Regions from separate parts of the Sus scrofa genome. Here region 2 is linked to region 1. A link is a contact called in public HiChIP or PLAC-seq data. All regions are on one chromosome and are shown on one strand. Each heading gives the region's core, a stretch centred on a gene start, on an enhancer-like site or on the middle of the called end of the contact. The rest is flanking DNA. Distances are from core to core; before and after follow the strand shown. Region 1 has its middle 60 kb from the start of NCOR2. Region 2 overlaps NCOR2 (nuclear receptor corepressor 2).

Region 1 (4,943 bases), core at 1,187-3,686:
GGGAATGCTGCATCCTCAACCCACTGAGCAAGTCCAGGGATCAAACCCACATCCTCGTGGATACTAATCAGGTTCATTTTTGCTGCACCACAAGGGGAACTCCCCCCTCCTTTTTTTTTTAAGCTTGGACATCTGGTATTGGACGTCCTGCATGCACTTCCGGACTTTTTGAGATTCAAGGAGGTCTCCTTTCCGGCATCTTTGCACCACATTTGCTGTTTTTCAGCCTCCTAGAGAATGTTAGGAATTAGTCCCTGGGTGGCCTGACCTCCCAGTCGGGCCTGGGAAGCCAACAAAAGCCCCAGGCTTCCCAGGGTGGCGACTGCTCACGGATGTCTGATCAGTATAAGAATCCACATGGCAGTGGTTACCATGTGTGACTCTCCAAGCAGCCCTGACCTGAAGCGCCCTGCCTATGGGCCCAGGGCACAGGCCCCTGGACAAGGCGAAATCAGAGCCCAGAGGCCTGTCCACGGCCAGCAAAGTCCTGTGGTCTTGGAGCCCAGTGTGTGTGTTCCTTCTGGGTCCCCTCTGGCTTTTACCTAACAGAGCCAATAATAATTCTCATTTTAAGAATGTCAGAGTTCCCTTGTGGTGCAGTGGGTTAAGACTCTGGGACTGTCACCTGTAAGCTCAGGTGACACTGTTGTGGTTCAGGTTTGATCTCTGGCCCTGGAACTTCCACATGCCGCCGGCAAGGCCAGCAGAAAAAAAAGAAAAGAAAAGAAAAATATCAATGCGGTGGGTTCATCTGATCCAGAAGGGTCCTCCAGGCCTCTCAGCGCCCTCAGGAATAACAAAAACCCAGCACTGCGTATGCAAAGTATGCAAGGCTCTCAGGTCCCAGAGGACAGTCCGTCTAGCAAGCACAAGCAAGTTGAACTGGAAAGGAGCCACGGTTGTGAATCAGACAGATCTGTGTTCAACTCCCAACCCTGACACCTCATTCAGTCACTCTTCAAACATGTATTAGGCTGGCCCCAGGGCCCGGCAGTGAACAGGACTCCCATGGAGCTAGCTTCCTTGCAAGGGCAGTGTCCATTCCTCTCTCCTCCCGGCTTGCCTTCCTGCACAGCAGAAGCCAACAAGTTTCCCAGACTCCCTTGCAGCCAGAGTTCCATGTGGATTCTGGTTCCATCCATCCGTAGTTAACACTAGAGTTTGCAACGGGATCCAGGGGTAGAGTGAAAGTCCAGCTGTTGGGCTGGGTGCACCACAGCAGTGGGGCAGGTCTGAAAGTGGCATCAGGGGGCAGCACCTCATTCAGAGGGCAGCTTCCTCCCCAGGGCGGGGGCAGCAGTTCCCCTGGCAGCCCAGCTCTGCAGCTTTGCCTCAAGTGCAGAAGCCACCTCACACCCTTCAACCACCTCTAGTCTGGGAACTTCTACATGCTGCTGGTGTGGCCAAAAAAAAAGTATTCTTTAAGAACTTTTTTTTTTTTTAGGGCTGCACCTGCAGCATGTGGAGGTTCCCAGGCTAGGGGTTGAACTGAAGCTGCAGCTGCCAGCCTACACCACAGCCACAGCAAAGCCAGATCTGAGCCATGTCTGTGACCTATGTCATTGCTCATGGCAATGCTAGATCCTTAACCCACTGAGCGAGGCGAGGGATCGAAACTGCCTTCTCATGGATGCTAGTCAGAATCGTTTCTGCTGAGCCCCAGTGGGAACTCCCCTGCTCTTTCTAAAACAAGCCCCTCTCCAAAGCTCCCAATTCTCCTTTCCTGATTAACCTTCCTTCTAACACTTATCACTGAGAGACCCAGGGTAAAACTCCGTGACCTCATAGGGACCATCTTCCACTGAGAGGCATCAAACAAACAAGTCAACACGTAATGGCGTGTTGTGATGTCAGCTAGTGTTGAACGAAGAAGAGTAAAGCAGAGGGTGACAGAGGGTGGTCAGGGAAGACCTCTTTGAGTGCAAGGACAGAGCCAGCTATGAGGATATCCATGGAAAAGGCATGTCAGGGGAGTTCCCTGGTGGCCTCACAGTTAAGGATCCAGCATAGTCACTGCTATGGCAAAGGTTTGACCCTTGCCCCCGGGAACTTCTGCATGCCTTAGGCACAGCTAAGAAAGAAAAAGAGAGAGAGAGAGAGAGAGAGAGAGGGAGAAAGGGAGAAAGAGAGAAAGGAAGGGAGAAAGAAAAGAGAAAAAGAGAAAAGGCATTTCAGGCAGGGGATACAGTAAGTCAAAGGCCCTGAGATAGAACAGAGGAACCTGACAAATATGAGCATCCTTGTATGCCACACAGGGAGTCCAGACTTTCCCTGCCAGCACTGGGGAGACCCTGAGGGCTTTTCAGTAGGACTGTGGTCAGGTCTGGGTCGTGTTTCAGAACAGTTGTCCCTTTGAGCAGCCCAAGGTGGGCGGCCTCGCAGTGAGAAATGATGTGTCACGGCGGGGCAGGGACGTGGGGAAGAGGAAGCCGATGCCGGAGGGGCTGGCCATGAACCAGACCCATCCCCGCAGCACCCAGGCACAGAGGGGAGACCTGCAGGGCTGGGTATGGAGACAAGTCTGGGCCAGACAAAGGGAGGGGAGCCCGCTTGTACCTGTCAGTTTGCTTTGGCAGCTACATGGGGAAAAAATGTCAATTTCTGCTCCTCTGTGATTCCTTTGAAGCTCTTTATGGAGAGGCTTACACAGAGACTGCAAGGCCCATCTATTCGCAAGGCCATCCGAGTCTAAGCCATCCAGGAAAGGGTGCCTCACGTGGGTGGATCAGGCCTCCTCTCACCCCATTTCATTATCTTTCTTAACCTGCTTATGCCTCAGTTTCCTCCTCTGTGAAATGGGTAGCATGCAAGCCATTGCTTCTTGGGGTGGGCCTGGAAAATAGATACTGATGGAAAGCCCTAAGCACTGTATTGGGGCCACATAAATGTCAACCAGACTCCTTTCGTTAGTGGTTACCAGGAAGGGGAGAGGTGGGTACTGGCCGGAGGAATCAAGGATGACTTCCTGGCAGAGGCGCGACTTGTGCTGGGACTGATTAGTAACAGCTAGGCCTAGCTGCGCTCTCACAACATGTCAAATTCATGTCTGAACTCCCTGAATCCCTGTAAGAACAGGAAGGAGGAGGTAAACACTATACTAGCTTCTTGGTATAAATCTCTGGTCACTGCTAGGACAAATGATCATAACCGTAGTGGCTTAAAACAACGTAAACTTATTACTTTAGAGTTCTGGACATCAGAGGTCCCCAGTGAGTCTTACAGGGCTAGACTCAAGGTGTCTGCAAGGCTGTGTTCTTTTCAGAGGCTTTGAGAAAAATCCATCTCCCTGCCTTTTCCAGCTTTGAGAAATCAGTGGCCCTGCATAGCTCCAACTTCTGCTGCATCATCACATCTGTTTCTCTGACTCTGACCCTCCTGCCTCCCTCTTATGTGGACCCTCGTGATAACATTGCCCCCCTTCCCCCAAATATCCAGGAGACTGAGCCAATCTCGAGATCCTTCACTGCATCACATCGGTAAAGTCCTTTGGTCATGTAAGGTTAAGGTCACACATTCTCAGGTTCTCAGAATTAGGGTGTGGACCTCTTTGAGGAGGTCACTATTCTATCAGATCCCTTTTATGCACAAGAAAACCAAAGCAAGAGAGGCTCAAGGTCACCCGACTTTGAGAAGTAGAGCCCTAACCTTGAACCAGGTCTGATGGTGACCACAGAGTCTACAGTCACCATCATTTCAGGATTCCAGCTTTTGCCATGCTTGTTCTTTGAACCTAAACATGGGTGCTCCAGCCAGTCTGTTTCTCCAATTCTTTTAAGAATTTTTATTTTTGACTTCACTAGCGGCATGAGAAGTTCCTGAGCCAGGGATTGTACTTGTGCCACTGCAGTAATCAGAGCCACAGCAGTGACAATGCCAGATCCTTAACCTGCTGAGCCACAAGGGAATTCCCATTTAACAAATATTAATTGAGCACCTGTTATGTTCCACATAATAAAGATACAGTGGCAACCACAAAAGGAGAGCATCCGTGTCTGCATGAAGCTGACAGCCATTCAGTTATATTCATCATAATCCAAGTAACAGAAACCCCAGCACAAATCAGCTTGAACAATGAGATTATTTGTTATTTCATAGAGCAAGAAATCAGTGGCAGGTGGTTGTTCTGAGTTTGGTTAATCAAGTACCATGGTCATGGACCCTCAGTTTCCTTCCATCTTTCTTGTTTCTTATCCTCAACTTTGTTCTCACCCCAAATTCCTTTATGACCACAAAAAGGCTGCCATTGCTCTAGCTAATACATCCAGACACAACAGCCAGTGCATGGAGAACAAGAAATCTTTCCCTAAAACCCACTGAACGGAGTTCCCTTCGTGGCGCAGTAGTTAACAAACCCAACTGGGAACCATGAGGTTGCAGTGCGATCCCTGCCCTTGCTCAGTGGATTAAGGATCCAGCATTGCCGTGAGCTGTGGTGTAGGTCACAGATGTGGCTCGGATTCCGCATTGCTGTGGCTCTGGCGTAGGCCGGCGGCTACGGCTCTGATTAGACCCCTAGCCTGGGAATCTCCATATGCCGCGGGAGCGGCCCAAGAAATGGCAAAAAGACAAAAAAATTTAAAAAATAAAAATAATAAAATAAAACCCACTGAACGCCTTGGCTCATGTATCATTGGCTAGACCTGGGTCCCAGGCCCATTCTCTGGCAAAGGAAAGGAGATCCGATAAATCGTCTGAGACCAATCGGGATTCTGCCCAGAGCTGGGGATGTGTTACAAACACTTTCCTGTGGCACATGCAGAGGCATGTGTCTTTAAATAAAGTCATGGCTCCCATAGCAAGGGAGAAGGGGATAACTACTCAGGCATCCAATGGCCTGGGTTCAAATCCAGGCTCTGCCATGTTCCCTCTGAGTAACTCTCTCGGCCTCAGTTTCCTCATCTGTAAAACAGGTTTAAGTGATGGGACCTAGTTCACAGGATTGT
Region 2 (4,927 bases), core at 352-2,851, 200 kb before region 1:
CCACCCAGCCCTGTGGTTCAAGGCTCCAGGTTCAAATCCTGCCTTGGGCTGCAGGACTTAAACCACGGTGCTCACCCAGTTTCCTCATCTGTAATCTGGGTACGAGAGCAGTCGCTCCCTCCAAGGACTGTCCCAGGGGTGGGACAAGCAAAGGCATGGGAAGTGCTGAGAACAGCCCCTGTGTGAACAGGTCAGGCATCTTCCCATTACTGTGGTTTTTCTTCCTGCCCTGGAAGACCAGGGCTGGGGAGGGGAGGGGGCGCCAGGGGACTCCGGGTCTGAACAACAGGCCTCCTCTCTGCCAGCTTCCCCATTATCACTGGGGCAGGGACGATCCCTGCTGCCAACAGTCAGGCTGCTTCCCATGCCCCCGGGACAAAAGCCCCCTCCCCAACGGGACCCACGGGGGCCACCGTGGGGGCAGGTTGGGCCAGGTCCCTTCCCACCTCTGTGACCTCCTCTCCTGCCCTCCCCTCTCCCCCTCACTGACTCCACTCTCCGTCCGCCTCAGGCCTCTTTGCTGTCTACGGAATATAAGTTCATGTGGCCCCAGGGCCTTCGGCTGTTCCCTCCACCGGCTTTCTCTCCACATCTCACACTATGTACTCTGATCATCCTTCAGTGTCACCTCCTTGGACAGGCCTCCCTGACCGCCCCGCCCATCCCTGCACCTGCTACCCCCTCCTAATCTCTCCGTCATCCCCTTATCACATGAGAATTCCCTTTCTTCCATTACCGTTCCGGTCCCCTACTAGTCACTCTCACTAAAACGTAAGCTCCCTAGAGCCAGGACCTTATCTGTCCTGATCCCAGCACCCCTTGAGCCCAGAATGGTGCCTGGCACATACTGGTGCCCAGTTAATCATTTATGGAATAAATGAATAAAGTAGAAATTGCTGTTACATTCTTTCCAAGTTCCAGGGGCTCAGCGGAAAAGCCACGTTCCATCCTCCTCTTGGAGTGACCTTTGGGGGAGTCCCTGAAGCCTTCCAAAGGAGGACAGCAAATTCTTTACTGAGCATCTACTGTGGGCCTGGTACCAGGTTGGCAACATGGCTAATAAGTCCATTATCCTCACAAGAAGCTCAGAAGTGGGGCTACCCGCACCCATCTAACACATGGGAAAAAACAAAAAAACAAAAAAACTGAGGCCCAGGGGAAGGGACTTTCTGAAGAGCCAGCCCTTCCAGAAAATGCCCAGGCACCTTCTCTGGGAAGCAGAACAGGCGAGGGGCAGGCAAACTCGAGGTTCTGCAATCAGAGCCTCTATCTCTGGCCACGGGCCAGGAAAACTCCCCAGCGGAGCTGCCTGGCGGAAAGTGATGGAGAGTAAAAGCAGGATATGATTTTCTCTCCCAAAGCCGGCCAGGCACGGGCCAGAACGAGATGCATCTTGTGTCTGTCCAGGGACACCCAGTTCACTGCGCTGGGGCTGCCAGGCAGGAAGGAGGGCTGTGGGCAGGCGGCCAGGACCTGGGGTCGCCCAGGGGGCCCACCCGTCCCGCCGGCCCTTCTGAGAGGCGCTGGCTGCCAGGCTGTGCTCTGACGCATCCCGCCTGCGTCCTCCGGCGCCCGCCTGGCCCTGTGCGGCCGCGGCCGGGGAGGGAGGGGTGGCGGACTGCCAGCCAGGAAGAGGTCAGGAGGCTGGCCTGAGTCCAGCCTCACCCTGGGCGGGGGACTGGCCTCGGTCACATAGGGCGTGACAAACCAGGTGTCCTGACTCCCAGCCCAGGGCTCCTGCTCCCGAGGGAGCAAATGCTGGACATTCAGGCAGGAAGAGTGGACAGAAGCCAGACCCAGCTGGGGGAGGGAAGGACACGTCCCAGGGTGGGGCTGTAGGGGAGTGGGGAGAGGCTGAAAGTAGGCTATGGGGCTTCAGGCCTGGCCCGAGAGGTCCAGGGGGCTAATGGGATACAGCCCAACCCTCCGAGCTGTCCAGCTTGGGCAGGCCAAGTGCACCCCAAACACAGACTCCAGGAGGCCACTCCACTGTGGCTGCCCCATGAGCTCAGCACTCTTCCTGCTAAGAGCAGAAACATGTGTTTCCATGACTCTATCCCCCGAGGCCAGCAGGAGCGGGGTAGGGAGCCGCCCACCCTGACCCCGTTACCCAGGCACAAAGAGTGAGCCCAGTGGCCCACCCTGGCCGCCAGCCCTCCCCAGTGGACAGAGATGCAATGAGCACTGTTTTCCAAGATGTGCCCACTGGGCAGGAAGCTCAGGACCCCTGTGCCCTCAGAATCCCGCTGGCCAGGCCTTCGCCTATCAAAGGGCCACACACCAGACCCGCTGTTTCTCAGACAAGCGGGATGAGGTTCCTGCCAGGGACCCCTGAACTCAGGAGGATAACATGGCCCACTAGCTTTTGTGGAGCACGTGGAGACCCAGAGAGCTCTGACCAAGACTGATTTTTTTTTTTTCACGTCCTCACCCCATGGCATATGGAGGTTCCCAGGCTAGGGGTTGTCAAATCGGAACTGTAGCTGCTGGTCTACACCACAGCCATAGCAACGCCAGATCTGAGCTGCGTCTGTGACCTCTACCACAACTCATGGCAGCGCCAGATCCTTAACCCACTGAGTGAGGCCAGGGATTGAATCCATGCCCTCATGGATACTAGTTGGGTCCTTAACCTGCTGAGCCACAACTGGAAACCCAAGTCTGATTTTTTCATATGAAACATTCTAGAACTTGCCATTTTCTCCTGTCCCAAGGTGAATCATGGGGCAGAGGAAACGGCTCCCAGTGAACGCATCAGATTTGAAAGTCAGATTTTCCTCCCTCTCACCCTGCGAGAACTTTTCCGAGACACGTGAGAAGAGAGAAAACAGACTATACTGTTTTTAGTCAAAATAAAAATGACCCGCCTGCCTCCCTAGCAAACAATTCTCCAAGCTGCCCGGATGGGAGCAGGAGCGGGTCTCCACTGCCCCGCCTTCTGCTGCCCACGTTCAGCCCTAACTTGGGGCTGCCAGCTTTGGTTCTGGCCAGGGGCCTCGGGGACCCTCTGTGGGCGAAGGAGGAGCCGCTAGGCATCCCGGGAATCCGCCCTTTTTCCCTGAGTCCATCGCCATCAGCCTCATATGGACCTTCATCACCATCCGCTGGGACGTGGTCACCACTGCCTCTCAACCTGCATCCCTGGGTCCCCGATCAAACCTCCCACACACGGAGCGGGTTTCCCAGCCTGAGACACCCCCCAACTCTCTCAGGCACAGCTCTCCAGGTCTTCCCGTCACCTTGAGAACAAGGTGCAGCCACCTACCCAGCCCGAGAGGCCCAGTGAGGTGGGCCCCGCACCCTCCCACCGGGCCCCCCCCCACTTGCTCTGCCAGCTCAGTGCCTGAATCACGCAAGCTCGGTCCCACCTCCAGGCTTTTGCACTTGCTGTTCCCACTGTGCTGAGGGTAGAATCGCGTCCCCCAAAATACAATCACAAGTCCAAACAGCCAGGTACCTGTGAACTTCTTTGGAAACAGGCTCTTTTGCAGATGTGATCAAGTTAAGTGAGGTCCTTAGGGTGGACCCTAATCCAATGAATGTTTGTCCTTATAGTAAAGGGAAATCTGGGCACACAGACATAATGGAGAGAATGTCACGTGACTGGAAGTGATGTATCTACAAGCCAACAATTGCTGGCACCACCAGAGCTGGGGGTGGGGCGGGGGGCAGGAAGAAACCTTCAGAGGGAGCAGCCCTGCAGACAACACCTTGACTTCAGGGGCGGTCCCTTGTGACAGCAGCTCTGGATGCTAATCCATGCTGCCCGCACACTCTCTCCCCAGCTCTCCCTGTGGCTCCCTCCATTCCCGCCCAGGTTCGGCTCAGAGTTCACCTCTTAGGGGGACCAGCTCCCCCCCGCCCCGACTCTGTCTTCTCCCAACGCAGAACTTCTGTGACTGGACTATTCAGTGCCAGCCTCCCTCCAAGGGGAGGCCTGGAACCGGCCTTGTGCCCTGCTCTCTCAGTATACAGGTGGTGCCTGATAAGTGTTTATAGAATGAGAGATAAAAGCTGCCCCTTGGCTGGCCCACTCACCTGTTCTTGTCTCCACCCTCGGGCTCATCCACCTCATCGGCGCTGCAGGTGGCGCTGGAGTCGCTGTCCTGGGGGGCGCCCGAGCCCTTGGCCGTGGGGCCTTTGCTCCCAGGGCCACTGCCCTCCTTTTTCTCCACCTTGAGTGCCCCCTCGGGTGCAGCCTCAGCAACGGCCTCCGTGCCCGCCTTGACCTTGTCAGGCCCCTCCTCGGCAGCCTCCTCCTTGCACTCGCTCTTGACGGGCTCCGAGGGGGGTGTGTCGCCGGGCTCCTCTGTCTTGCCCACATCTGCAGCCAGCTCTTGGGCCACAGAGGGCTTCTGCTCCTCCCCTTCCTCAGCCGAGGGGGCAGCTTCGGCCTCTTCTTCCTTCTCCTCCTTGGGGACCACGGGAGGGGCAGGGAGGGCGATGGGGGTGCCGGTGGGGGCGTGGGTGGGCCGGCAGCTTCCGGAGCAGGGTCGGGCTCTGTGGGGGCCGGGGCATCCTCGGGCGGTGGGGTCGGTGGCTCGGGGGGTGGCGCATCAGCGCCTGGGGCGGGTGGGGGCTTGGGCCCGTTGTTCTGCCCCGTGTCCTTGGCGGCCTCGGTGCGGGGTGACGGGATGCTCTCCGTGTCAGAGCTGTTGTTGACAGCGGCTGTGGGGGAGAGCGAAGATGGGGTGAGCAGTGTCAGGGCTCAGGGTCAAGACAGGCACAGCCATCCCCATGGCTCCCACTTGGGGCAGGAGCTCAGAGCACCGTGGTCCCATCGCTTTACACCGAACTGCCCTGAGGCCCCTACACACCTGGACAGCCCACCTGGCCCCCTCTTGGTGCCCTGTCCTTCTCTGGCTGCCCTCTCCACTTGCTGACCCTGGAGCCTGGCAACCTGCTAACTTCCAACCCTGGGGTGCGC

What was found. HiChIP or PLAC-seq counts read pairs in DNA pulled down with a chosen protein or histone mark.
Region 2: an H3K27ac HiChIP or PLAC-seq map of alveolar macrophages shows a contact between it and region 1. The contact joins two enhancer-like sites. A contact is called at or near these places in 2 of 47 Hi-C or Micro-C datasets (heart right ventricle and omental adipose tissue) and 2 of 2 datasets of contacts at active chromatin or transcription factors (alveolar macrophages and skeletal muscle).

What each region holds. Positions count from the first base shown.
Region 1 is chr14:28,580,179-28,585,121 of Sscrofa11.1, reverse strand. No RefSeq gene overlaps it. Among named protein-coding and RNA genes, the nearest start is that of NCOR2, 60 kb to the left of the region's middle. Within about 2 kb of position 2,436, at least 4 of the 83 cell types and tissues checked have an H3K27ac peak or open chromatin away from gene starts, as enhancers often do. A contact at or near this core is called in alveolar macrophages, where this site is marked.
Region 2 is chr14:28,774,570-28,779,496 of Sscrofa11.1, reverse strand. It overlaps NCOR2 (nuclear receptor corepressor 2), which reads right to left. Exons shown (of 49, transcript NM_001044576.1): 21 at 4,431-4,668; 22 at 4,039-4,428. Among named protein-coding and RNA genes, the nearest start is that of RFLNA, 64 kb to the left of the region's middle. Within about 2 kb of position 1,601, at least 45 of the 83 cell types and tissues checked have an H3K27ac peak or open chromatin away from gene starts, as enhancers often do. A contact at or near this core is called in alveolar macrophages, where this site is marked.